Linked DNA regions of Mus musculus: region 1 is linked to region 2. The links are chromatin contacts, called in public promoter capture Hi-C maps. All regions are on one chromosome and are shown on one strand. The core of a region is the stretch at or near the end of the contact, and the rest is flanking DNA. Distances in the headings are between cores, read along the strand shown. Region 1 holds the start of Cox6c (cytochrome c oxidase subunit 6C). Region 2 overlaps Stk3 (serine/threonine kinase 3).

What was found. Promoter capture Hi-C pulls out the DNA fragments that hold promoters and counts their contacts.
Region 1: a contact with region 2 is called in a promoter capture Hi-C map of pre-B cells, with 3 times the contacts expected there. The contact joins the promoter of Cox6c here to the enhancer-like site in region 2. A contact is called at or near these places in 12 of 39 promoter capture datasets (the 3T3-L1 cell line, 3T3-L1-derived adipocytes, the C10 cell line and 8 more), 2 of 115 datasets of contacts at active chromatin or transcription factors (astrocytes and large pre-B cells) and 2 of 9 other capture datasets (adipose tissue and liver).

Annotation. Positions count from the first base shown.
Region 1 is chr15:35,935,018-35,941,115 of GRCm38.p6, forward strand. It overlaps Cox6c (cytochrome c oxidase subunit 6C), which reads right to left and starts at 3,229. Exons shown (of 4, transcript NM_053071.2): 1 at 3,108-3,229; 2 at 2,138-2,267; 3 at 268-396. The coding sequence starts at 2,254. The coding sequence ends at 283.
Region 2 is chr15:34,913,794-34,920,254 of GRCm38.p6, forward strand. The region is part of intron 10 of Stk3 (serine/threonine kinase 3); the gene reads right to left. Gm52204 (a long non-coding RNA gene) reads left to right here. Exons shown (of 3, transcript XR_003951603.1): 2 at 4,705-4,846. Among named protein-coding and RNA genes, the nearest start is that of Gm52204, 6.7 kb to the left of the region's middle. Within about 2 kb of position 2,163, at least 16 of the 459 cell types and tissues checked have an H3K27ac peak or open chromatin away from gene starts, as enhancers often do. A contact at or near this core is called in pre-B cells, where this site is marked.

The DNA.
Region 1 (6,098 bases), core at 1,979-4,478, 1.0 Mb after region 2:
TTGTTCCCTGGAACAAACCCATATAATGGGTGGAAAGAAAAGCAATTCCAAAGTTTTTCTGACATGTATCCCATGCATAGAAGGAGAAAAAGGGGAAGAAGAAAAGCAAATAATGTAGTTTAATTCATAAAAAGAACTACTTGTCAGTCTGGAAGAAAAGCATGGCGGCTCTTTCCTAGACAGTAGCAGTTTTATAAGAACTGTACAGTTAAGATAATTCACTAGTTAAACATTTCTTAGACACAACTAAAAAGTAACTGTAATTACCTTTGCATTCTGAAATCACTTGGCACTCTGAAAGATACCAGCCTTCCTCATCTCTTCGAAATCTTTCATGGAATCATAATTTCTGTAGAATTCTGCATACGCCTTCTTTCTTGGCTCAGCCACGCCAAACTAAAAGGTAGCATAGCCCGTTACAGAACTTTCTTTTCAGATTATTAGAAATGCATAAAAACAAAATAAACTAAGAAGATACTTGTACTCAGTCTTTACTGAGCCCTCTTATTTCCTAGACAAGGAGGGGGGACACCATGAAAGGAAGAGTCTTGTGGCAACTATACAGCAAAAAGCTCCCTACTACCCTAGAGACAGACAACCCTATTCTGGGGTAGGGTTGTAGTCCACATTTGTGTATGTGTTTGGTAGAAAGAGTGTTAAGTTGGGGCTGGAGAGATGGCTCAGTGGTTAAGAGCACTAACTCTTCTTCCAGAGGTCCTGAGTTCAATTCCCAGTAACCACATGGTGGCTCACAACCATCAGTAATGAGATCTGATGCCCTCTTCTGGTGTGTTTGAAGAGAACATAAGAAACCCTGCCGTCGTCGTCCCCCCCAAAAAGTTAAAGATAGTACAAAATAAACTAATAGCCTTCCTTCTAGCAAACCATAAATATTGCCAGTCGAAATGTTAACATGGTAACATATCCCGGCTCAACTTAAGCAGACTGTGAATTTTAAAGAAGTTTAAAGCAAATTTAAAAGATATAAGAAAATGCCAGAAAGTTATAGGGAATTTACACTTAAACAAGAACTGAGTCATTTTGCAAATTAGGGAATGGAATCCAAAATGATGGCTGATTACTTGAAAGGAAGGCCTTTATTAATAAAACTGCTAACACAAAGAAAAAGATCAGGAAGAGCTATGTTCATGTGGCTGTGTCTTACATACAGAATGGTCAGCACAGAGGGAAGGAATGGTATTTGAGAGACCAGGTGGAGTTAAAGCAATAGATCAAAGGTTAAGCAATAGCCACAGCTACGGCTGGCATTTGGTGATCCAAATCCACGTCTGGAATATAAAACACGGTTTAGCTCATCTTCCCAGGTTCACTCATCGTGCACAGAACACAGTACACCTGTGCGTACTAGTCCACAGGTGAGGGGCTACAGAAATGCACAGAATCCTGCTATCTAATGAAGCAACACAGAAGTAAATTTACTGTTCCTCCTCCTTTTCAAATCCCAATGTCATCCAATAAAAGAACCAAAGGGAGGTTCCTCAGTGCCACTCTCTAAAGTCTGTTGAAGCCCACACTATATATAATAGTTAAGTTAGCATCTACATGACAGGGCTAAATGATGTTCAGACAGCTAGAGTTTTATGAGGCTGGTTTTGGAAGAAACTTGGCCAACAGTGATCCACTTCAGAGTGTAAACAGGTCACCCAATGCATAAAAGGACCAAATAAAAAAAGGTTAACCCCAAGACACATTTTCAATCTTCTTGAGCTAGGTACACCCATCTTCTTTTCCCAACAGACACCAAACCTCCTAGACTTCCAACCCTGGGACTTGTACCAGGACACTGGGATAAGCAGTTAAAACTGCTAACACTTTCCCCTCAAGGCTTCTGTATTGGGTAGTATACCAACATTCCCTTGGTGCTCAGATCTCCAGACTTAGAGTAAATTATAACATCAGATTTCTTGGTTGTCAGCTTTACCTTGATACCTGGGAAGAGGGAACCTGTAATGACTGTGGCGCATTTTCATTTGAAGATAGGGTTTCTGTTACGTTGAAGCCTTTGGAAGGTAAATGAGGGAAATATCTTGAAGATAGAGTTTCTTTTTTAAACAGCTCTTAACTAGGTTTAAAAAATAATGTTTTAAACGAACAGCTTGTGACCTAAAGCACATACCTTATAGGCAGCGGCAACTCCCAGGGCCACAATGAATGCGCCAGCAATATGAACCCGCAGACGCTTGGCCAGAAGACCACGCATCTGTGGTTTGGGCAACAGCGCACCGGAACTCATGGTAGCCAATGTCCTTTGCGAGTAAAACAAGGAGGGGAAAAAAAAAAGGCTTGTAACAGGTTAAGTGATTGAATGAACTCTACATGCACAACGTAGTTTAGTATCTACAATCGCGGCCTAACCCCTCCTGCAAGGTCAATGACTTTGGCAACTTCATCTTTGCCCGCTCCTCTCCTACGCATTTCCACTACCCGCAACAAGGCGGTAACCAGCAACAAACCGATGAGCAAAAACCATGACAAAAGTGTCCCCCATCCACAGAAAGGCAGATGCGACCTAGCTGTTGCCTTTTCAGAATTCACCCTTAGGAAGAAAAGCCTTCGGGGAGAACTCAGGTCACTGAAGCTGTGGGACTAGAGCCCAGCAAGCGCCCCGAGGGCCGGTGGAGCAGGCGCGACAGATCGGGGACCCTCCAGCTTCCCAATTCTACTCCCACACCAGGCCGACCACCGGGGCCCCTCGGTGCCTGAGTCCCCTCCAAGGTCGCACCCCTTATCCAACTGGAGCACCAGCCCCCGCAGGTCAAACGACCCAATCAAGGTCAACCTGGCCGCGGCAAAATACAAGGGGAAACGGGCCCGGCCGGCCACCAGCGAGACCCTGAGGCTCCGCAGAGCTCCTCCGGAGCCCTAAGAGCGCACGCGGGGAGATGGCGGGGCCGCCCGAGTTCAGGCCGGTCAGGCCCGCAGCCTCCTGAGGACGCGGCGGGGGCAACGCGCCCACGAGGAAGGCAGGCCCGAGGCTCCACTGGGCTGTGACGTGCAAGACATCCTAGTTCGCCGCCCCCACGAGAAGCCGAGAAACCCGCAGTTGTCAAACCCCAGAATCTCCTCTCTCTCTCCACCATTCTCACCTCTACACCAACGTCCTTCCCGGTTCTCGGAGAAACGGAGAGCCTTCCAGCAGCACGCATGCGCAAGAGTCGATGGAGGACCCGGCGACGGTGGCCTAAGGAGTCCAAAAGTATTCAAGCGCGCATCCAGCCGGTCACAGCTGAAATTTATGCCAGTTACACTATGTCTTTTTTTTTTTTTTTTTTCCCTAAACAGGACCTTGAAAACGAGTCCTGACTACCTACAAAGGTTTCTTCAGTAAATTACAAATATTAATCTTGTCCGGTGTTGTGAACTTATTAAGGAATTCGTATATATTTCACATGTGGGGAAAAAATAATATACTCTATAAAGGCACTACATCATCTGAGAGCTTTTTTTTTCTAAATGCCCAACCTTGAGAAAAGGCATATCTTGGGGGACATGACATTTGTGTCAAAGGATTGCCCAAACCACATGAATAAGCATTTTCATTACAACTACCTCGGCACAATAAACGCTTGGTTTTTGGCAAAGAGCGAGAAAGGCCAATTTCAGAGTTTAACATGTAATTTTAGAACCGATGCTGTGGAACAAACTAGAGATGTGATCCCACTCCACTGCCAGACTCAATGATCTGCTTAACAAATCGTAATGGGTATTTGTGTCGGGTTCTTAATAAAAAATAACGTGTGAACGGGAACAACAGGGATGTTTTTGGAAAGCCGACTAAAGATGACTTTTCGTGCCTTGGGACGTTTATCTTACTTCAGTGACATCAACTAGATTCACAGGTGTTACTTAAGTCAGCTGAGTAAGCCTACTTTATATATATGCAGGGTTTGAGAGGGCTTAGGAACCCTGCTTGAGCAGTGACACATGCACCATCACACTATATGGAGAATAACTGAAGGTGTGAAACCACTGAACTGAACCCATGGTTACAAAGAAAGGTTCACGGGATCAGAGTACCAGGGCTACGGTTAATCCCACCCGGTGAGAATAGTGAAAACGGCTACTGTAAGTTTTGAACCAAATTTAAAACAAGCTTTATTAAGCATTGGCCAGTTCAGTGGACACTGTCAGGTGCATACCTAGGAATCCCAAAATACATCGCCACATTACAACTCAGTCAGAGGCTTATAAAGGCAACCCCCAAAGGGTCAGTACTTCCCACCTTCGTCCAATCAGGGGCACGCTTAGATCCCAATGTATTTCCTTATGAACCTCCAGCCTACCTCCACCTGTGTGTGATCAAGCTTATCCTGTAAAGTTGGGGCAAGTGAGGTTGTTTACAGAAGAGAAAACACCATAGTTCACTATCTTACATAAGTAACAGCCCCCAGCACTCCAGAGATTATCTGCCCTTGGGCAAGTGAGGCTTACAGGTTAGAGGCATGTTTGATTGATAGATCTCTTAAGCCCAGTAATTTAAACTTAGAATACAACTTTAGCCTTCAAGCAGATTTTATATGACAGTGAACAGTCTGAGCGTTCTTTGAACTGATACAATGTAGGGGAATTTTAATCCAGCAACAAGGAGACTGAGACGTATATGATCCAGCCAAATGTAGACACCCTAGATTACAGTATGATTTGGCTGGAAAAAAACAGACTCGCCCTTAGTGAACACCTTTAGTCCCTAACAATGAAGGTAAGGTTCTGCTGTGCCAGGAATCATTCATGAACCCCCAAAAGACCACCAAGGAGCTGATTCCGATGCAATTACATTAAGGTCCCTTTATTCAAGCTTGAGCTTGGGCTATACATACCACCTTCTCTGATGCAGGAGAATGGGAGGGGGCCCAAAGCCCAGTTTCAGGCAAGCATTTATAGAGGCAAAAGGGGGGGGGTTTATCTAGCTTGGTACACACCTGGCTAGGGGGCCATTATGGCCTTTAACATAATTGTTCAGAGCCAAACCACAAACGTAACTTCTGCTTTCCTCCGGATCAGTGGTTGTTAGGAAGTGAAGTGTCAGGGGCAGGAACCTGGAAACTGGTGTTAGTGGAAGATCTTGTTGTTGAGTGTAATCTGGAAACTGATGCTAGGTACTGGCCTGTTAGTTAATTTGAGTTCAACCTTAGCTTAGGTTCTCTAAGATGGAGTCTGAACCCAAAAGATCTAGTCTCAGATCATTTGTAGAAGGAAGCAGCCATGTTTGAAAGTGAAGTCTAATTGAAGGGCAGACAAAGTGCCAACTCAGAGAAAGATTTGACAGAATGAGTCAAAGACTGGAGAGCAGCTCAGGAAAAAGAGGCTACTTAAGAGCTGCTGTAGCCACCAGTGGCTACTGAGAACTGGGTTCCTGAAAGAAAGGTGGGGCTGTATGGGATGGAAGGCAAAAGAATAATGAGACCAAGGCAAGTTTCTGATCAAGGCCCAATGTTTGCTTTTGAGTCTGAACTTTAAAAGGGAGGAAACCCATCCCCCACCGTGCTAGGATCTTGATGCTTTGTCAAGGATCTGGCTAGGACCACAAGCTCAGGCTGCTCAGCAGGTAGCTTCTTGCAGGAAGCTGCAGATGTGGCATACAATAGACTTTACCTAGGTTGGAAGACTCCACCCTAGGTAGGCTAGCTGGCTGTGGCAAAAAGAAGGTCTGAATCAACCAGCTCAAGATTAGCGGGAGGGCACAAGCCACCAGAGAGTGAAGAAGGGTGCGTGTTTTACAGAAACAGGGTGAAGAAAACAAACTAGTCACAGGTGAAAGCAGAACAAGCCAGGGAATAAGAAGGAGCCGAAGATTAGAACATATTTCCAAAGTTAGTTTGAGGCCAAGATGAGCAATTCAGGCAGAAGCCAGATTGAATCAGTCAGATTGGAGGACTAGATAGAACCGAGACTACAAGCTTTCAGACATAGGCCTAGGGATAGTTTGAAGAAAGAAAGAAACTCTGGGCTCAGCCCAAGCCGTGTATTAGCACAGCTTGGGTAAGCTCTCCTCTCATTCCTTTATCAGAAGAAATAAAAGAGACATTTACAATACAGGCTGTTCAAATTGGACTGGTATTAGATGCTTTTGCCAACTA
Region 2 (6,461 bases), core at 913-3,412:
ACTTTCTCTATCTCCTTCTTTAGGGGCCCTGTGTTCCATCCAATAGCTGACTGTGAGCATCCACTTCTATATTTGCCAGGCATTGGCATAGCCTCACAAGAGATAGCTATATCAGGGTCTTGTCAGCAAAATCTTCCTGGCATATGCTATAGTGTCTGGGTTTGGTGGTTGTATATGGGATTAACCAACAATTCTTGATGGAGTAAGTGCTGTTTGGGCAATTGTCAGAAACCATCTCAGTGTTAGGTGAGAGGGCTAAGTGAACCATCATGGTCTCTGTCTTGGAGGTATTTAAAATGTTTTAGGTGTTAGAGAAAGGATTCCTAAAGTGTGTAATGAAAGCCTGAAAGCAGAATAATGAAACTGGTATTGAAGGAGCTAACATTTTATAGGGAAGGGGGACACTGGGAAGACAACAAGCATTAAATGGTATCTAGGAGGCTGGCTGGCAATCGTCAGGCAGATGACAGCAGGGCAGTGCGGCTGGAGAGGCAGTGCACACAATTCAGAAGAAGGCAGACACATCTGCAGTAACATCAGGAGCCAAACTGTGATGGGGCGTCCAAAAGAAGTTTAAGGTTAAGCTCTCAGACACGGAGTAAAATCCAGCCACTAACCTAGACACCTGTTTTCTAAAAGTGCCACATAGAAAGAATAAAAAGTGCTCCAAATAAGATACTCAGAAGAAATGTCTATCCCATGGCATCCACTGTGACTAAGCATGTAAGAAAAAGATTAAACCAAGAGGTTGTAGTTGCATAGCTCTAGGCTGTATGGAAATGAAGACAACTGAGAGTCAGAATTCTCCGAGGCTCTGAGCTCTTCACTGTGGAGCCACTGTGCCAAGAAACACATTAAACATTCAGTTTTGAATCAAGAGGAATACGTTTTTACCTTTTATTTGAGATAGAAGATTAGATTCTAATCTTTTTGGTTTTCATTCAGATGAGCACTACAGGTATATTTTTGCAAGTCTGTGAATACTTAATTTAAAAGCTATGGACAGCAACCTAAGGGCTCTGACCATGCAAAATGTTTTATAAACAGTTCCATGTGTACTGTTCATCTGGAACCTCACTAGAGATGGATAATGACCTTGTATTTTGTACTCATTTATTCAGAATTAGCCAAACCTTCTGTTTTTAATTACATACTTAATTTACCTAGCATGGTCTAATTACAGAAAACAAAACATCATTTAAACAAAAAGGTGGCCTTGAACTTAATCTATCAAAACACCAGTTAGTTTAAAAAGTTTTCAGCTCTTAACAAACTGCCAAGACATGCAATAGCAATTTTCCAAATGTGATCATACGCTTTTACAGCAAAAGGTTTACTGCATAATCAAACATCTGCATATACTCTAAAACTTCAACATGTTGCTTCACTGTTAATACACATTTCCTTAAACTGTGATAGACTTTAAAAATCTTAAAGCTAAAGTTCATACTACAGAATAATTTTTAAATATCCAAGGTCAGTTTGGCTTTGAAATGTCAAATTATCATAACCATGGCTACTTATTGACAAAATGATCTAGAACTCTATGCAAACTCCTATGTGGGATTTTTCCTTAGCATCCTTCTCTGCGGTATTGTAGCATAGCACGTGTCTCTCAAAGACAGCTTACAATGCTGAATTGTTAGTATTGGTTGAAGAATCTGTCCTTGACTGCAGATGTCATAAAAGCACAGTTTGTGCCTTTTGTCTATAATCCCAATGTGCAGCATACACCTCAATGCACACATGCTGAATTATGATGCGGTAAGAAACTATCTCCCCAAGTGGGTTACAGGATCTTATATATAGAAAATCCTAAGAAAGCAACCAATAGTATTCAAACAACAGATGAGTTTTAAGGGTTTCAGAGTTCAATATAGCAAACTATGTTTCTACACAGTGGCAATGAATAAAACTGAGAAAAACAATTCTATTTAATAAATTTAATAACAGTATCAAAATCAGTAAGGCATACAGTAATAAGCTTAACAAAGCAAGTATGAAATTTCTACTCTGAAAACTAAAAAGCATTACTGAAAACATATCAAAGAAAAACAAACTGCATAGGAGAGCAAAACAGGTCCATGGGTTGAGATCAGTCATGTGCCCATCCTGATCTACAGACCAACAACAGGAACTACTTCGTGGTTACATGTGCATGAGGTGTCTGAGAGGGAAACTCGGAGACGCTGAAAACAGAATGGCAGTTGCCAGGTGCTGGACTGAGGAAGGGAGAGTTGTTTAATGGGCAAACAGTTTCAGATTTGTAAGAAATAAACACAAACATATTCAATACAACTGAACTGAATGTGTGCAAATTGTTAAAATGATAATTTTTGTAACCAAAATTCTCAAAAATGATTTAAAGAAAATCCAGTAAAACAATATTTTTAAAGAACAAAACTAGAAGATATAATACTACTCAATTTAAAAACTTTCTACAGAGTTAGAATAACTAAGACAGTACAAGCCAGTGGAACAAACCAGACTGCCTGGAGAAAAATATAGGTGTGGTCAATTGATTTGAGAAGGTCCTAAGCTTACTCAAGGGAGAAGGACTAGTTTTTTCAATAAATGGTTCTGAGGCAACTGGCTCTAAACAACATGGAGAAGAATAAAATTTGATGCTGACTTCATATCATATACAAAGACAGATGCCCAAGTTTAAGCAACAGCACAAAGCATGAGTATAAACTTCTGTGACAATAGAATCTCGCCATTGGCACCAAAAGCACACAAAGAAAGATCAAACCATTAGAGTTTAAACCTAATTTTAAAATTCGAGTTTTGGTTTCCTTAAAACAAAACAAAACGAAACCCCACAGAGATAGTGTGGGAATATGCTTTCCTTTAAATCCCAGGTATGAGATATGGGCCCTCAGCTGTGCACAGCAGCACTCTATGGCTTCTTGGCGCTTTAGCAGGATTTTGCCGGGGGCTGATAGTTTCTGTGACTGTGTGATGTTTGGAATTCTGGGGACTTTTTCAAAAGGTATGTAAATGCTAGGGTCTTGAGAGGTAGGGTAGATTCAACAATGGGGTTGGTTGGTTGTTGTTGTTAGAAGTTTGTTAAGTGTGCAATGAAGAAAGAAGAAGAAGAAATTAAATATACGGATGGAAAAGATTAAATATCTCCAAGAACTCAACACTCCAAATCAGCAGTACGTAGTTTAAAGATAAGTTGCCCCTTTCCTCTCCATCCTTTTCTCTCCCCTATCTAGTGTTAGGAAGTTGAAAGGGTAGAGAAGGGTGGAAAAAAGAAGAACCTGAAAAGTAGCCAAATACTGGCTACAGGATGAGGCTGGAGAGATGGCTTAGTAATTAAGAGCACTCATTGCTCTTCCAGATGCCGAGTTCAGTTCAATGCCCCATGTGCTGTGCCTCACCACTGCCTGTAACGGCAGATCTAGGGCACCTGACACCCTCTTCTGGATTTTGTGGGTACATACACCTCCCTTCCTACACACACACACACACACACACACATACACACACACACACACACACACACCACACACACACACACACAGAAGAGAGAGAGAGAGAGAGAGAGAGAGAGAGAGAGAGAGAGAGGGAGAGAGAGAGAGAGAGAGAGAGAGAAGAGAAGAGAGAGAATAAACATTTTAAAGAAGCGGACAAGCAATTTAATTTCTCCAAATAAATATGCAAATGAACAGTAAGTATACAAACACCATTGGAGACACATATCAAAACCACAATGAGAAACCAAATCCTACTCTTTTGTATAATTTAAATCAAGATGACAGGTAACAGCAAATCTTACAGGGTATTAGGGAAACAGGACCTTCACACTGCTAATGGGAACAGAAAACATGTAGTCCCTTTATAAGATGACCTGGAGTAAGCCTTCTTAAAGTGTTACACTCAGCACTACTCCATAACTCAACAACTTTATTCCCAGGAATATAGCAAAGGAAAAATGAAAACAAATGAATGTCCAAACAAAAACACATCTAAAATTGTTCATACCAGTGTTACCCATAACAGTTAATAGATAGAAATACAAATGTCTATCAATTGATCAACAGATAAACAAATGATATATTTATAGACTGGAATGTTAGTTAGCCATAAAAGGAGCACATACTATGCCATTAATAAACCTTGAAGGTTCTACATAAATGAGCGCAGTCCATCCCTAGGGCATGTCCAGGATAGGTAAGCACACGTTTGCACTAGGACATACATAAGCTTCCATTGCCTTCAAAGGGTGTGAGAAGTGGAGTGGGGCTGAAGAAGTCTGGGAGTAACAGAGGGGACTGGCAGGGCGTGGGGCAGGGCTGGGGGTGGCAAATGTTCTAAAGTTGATAGTGATAATGGATGCCCATATCTGAATGAACCATACAAGTAACAGACTTATACTTTCAATGTGTGGAATTATATTTTTTATAAAACTATTAAAATGCATACATGTTAAATACAGTATGTTTCCGGGAAAGGCAGCAAATGATATAAAGGTTGCAAACGGCTGGAGAAATGGCTTTCTAGCTAGGCTGAGTTTTTGAATTCTGTTGCAAATTTACTAGAAACACAAACACCTGGTTTAGACTCTACATGCATTGCAACACAGACACCTAAACATTGTCTTTTTTCATATAAGAATGTGGATCTGCTGTATTGGTGATAAATAATTAAGGAAGTGGTAGACAAAATTTGGACTAATTTTTTTTTTTTTTAAATAAGCAGTTAAGCCAAGTCCCAAAGGTGAGAGTGGTTACAAAGAAACAGCGACAGCAACTGAGGAGCAGCCCCAAATAAGACAAGATCACAGGACTGCAGCCAGGCCTCTTCAGTTCAGGGAAATCAAAGTGTTGATAAAGGAGAGGTGAGGACTGCATTCCTTCAGGCAAAAGGAATGACTCGGAAGGCCGAGAGGACAGTCTGAGGACTGCTAGACTCTAAGACCAAGTGGACTTTTCACAAGTCCATGTTCAAACTACATGGGAGGAGGGCCTTCCTAGTTCTTATACCACTTGTAACATCTACCACTGTTACTCCATGTGTTTTCTACCTCTGTATTTTGGGGGGCCCTAAACTGTAAGATAGTAAATTTCTCATCTTAAGACACTGAGTGGCAATTTGTTATAGCAGTTAAAATAGACACTCACATTCTCTATACATACTCACTAGAGAGTCCTCTGAAGATTAATTTAGTTTTCTAAACATATTCATTCTACCAAAGATGCGAATTCTAGCTTAGACTTATCCTCTGAATTCCTACCTTAACTACTGTTTTGCTTTGATTTGAATTTTGAGAGAGGGTCTTGCCAAGCAGCTCGGGTTACCTTGAAATCTGCTGTGTAGTATAGACTGAGTTGGACTGTTGAACTCCTGTCTCTGCTTCCCAACTGCTGGAATAACAGGTGTTTGTTTCTACAACTGACTCTCATGTACAACTGTCTATTCAGGATACTATTCACCCTTAAAATACGAACTGATCATTTCCCATCCAACAAGTTCTTTCTCCATTGTGGAACTGTCTTGAGTCTCCTATTACTTTAATTTTCTCATTCAAGCAATCATAAAATCTAATTGTCTATCTCTGAAATCAGGAGGAAGCTGAATGGTCCTTACTACCCTCCACTCATGTCTGCCCGGATGCCTGCTTTACTTGTGCTTCCCTATACCAACTCTCAGACATGGCCAGCACAAACCATCCGTTACAGACCAAGTCATTTCTCTGCAGCCTTCTGATCTTATGAACAGAACACAACAGTCCATTCTCTGTGATTTTATCAGGAACCAGTCTGTGTAATATGCCTGCCAATATGCCTATGCTGCAGAGGAGACAATGGATATGGTTAGCCAGAGGCACTTATTCCTGTATGCCTCATTCTATTTCCTGCTTTGAGTCAGGGTCTACTACTGAACTCAGAAATGGGCTGGCAGCCAGCAAACCTCGGCAGTCCTGTCTTTGTGCCCCTGTAGCACAGGAGTCACAAATACACACAGAGTAACAGACAGTTCTCAAATTGGGTCAGGCATATATCAGTCATCTTTGGCTATTCTTGAGCCCTGGAGTTCCATATATGTTATAATTAATAATCAAGTTTTACAAAGTCATTAAGCTACCACTTAATAAATGTAATAATTTCATCACACTAGACTCCCATACCAAAGTAGCTATCTATATTACAAATGTGGTTGTTTACAGAAGCTTCAAGAATGAAATTACAGAAGGCACACAAAGCACAACTTATTCTATACAAAACCTAAACCAGCAAGACTACGAAGCTGGAGAGATACTCACCAGGCAAAAGAGCTTATTGCCCACACATGTGACCAGAGTCTAAATTCCTGGCATCCACATAACAGGGTGTGCATATTTGTGACTCCTGTGCTACGGGGGCACAAAGTCAGGACTGCTGAGGTTTGCTGGCTGCCAGTCCACTTCTGAGTTCAGTAACAGTCCTTGTCTCAAAAGAATCAGGGCAGAGAGT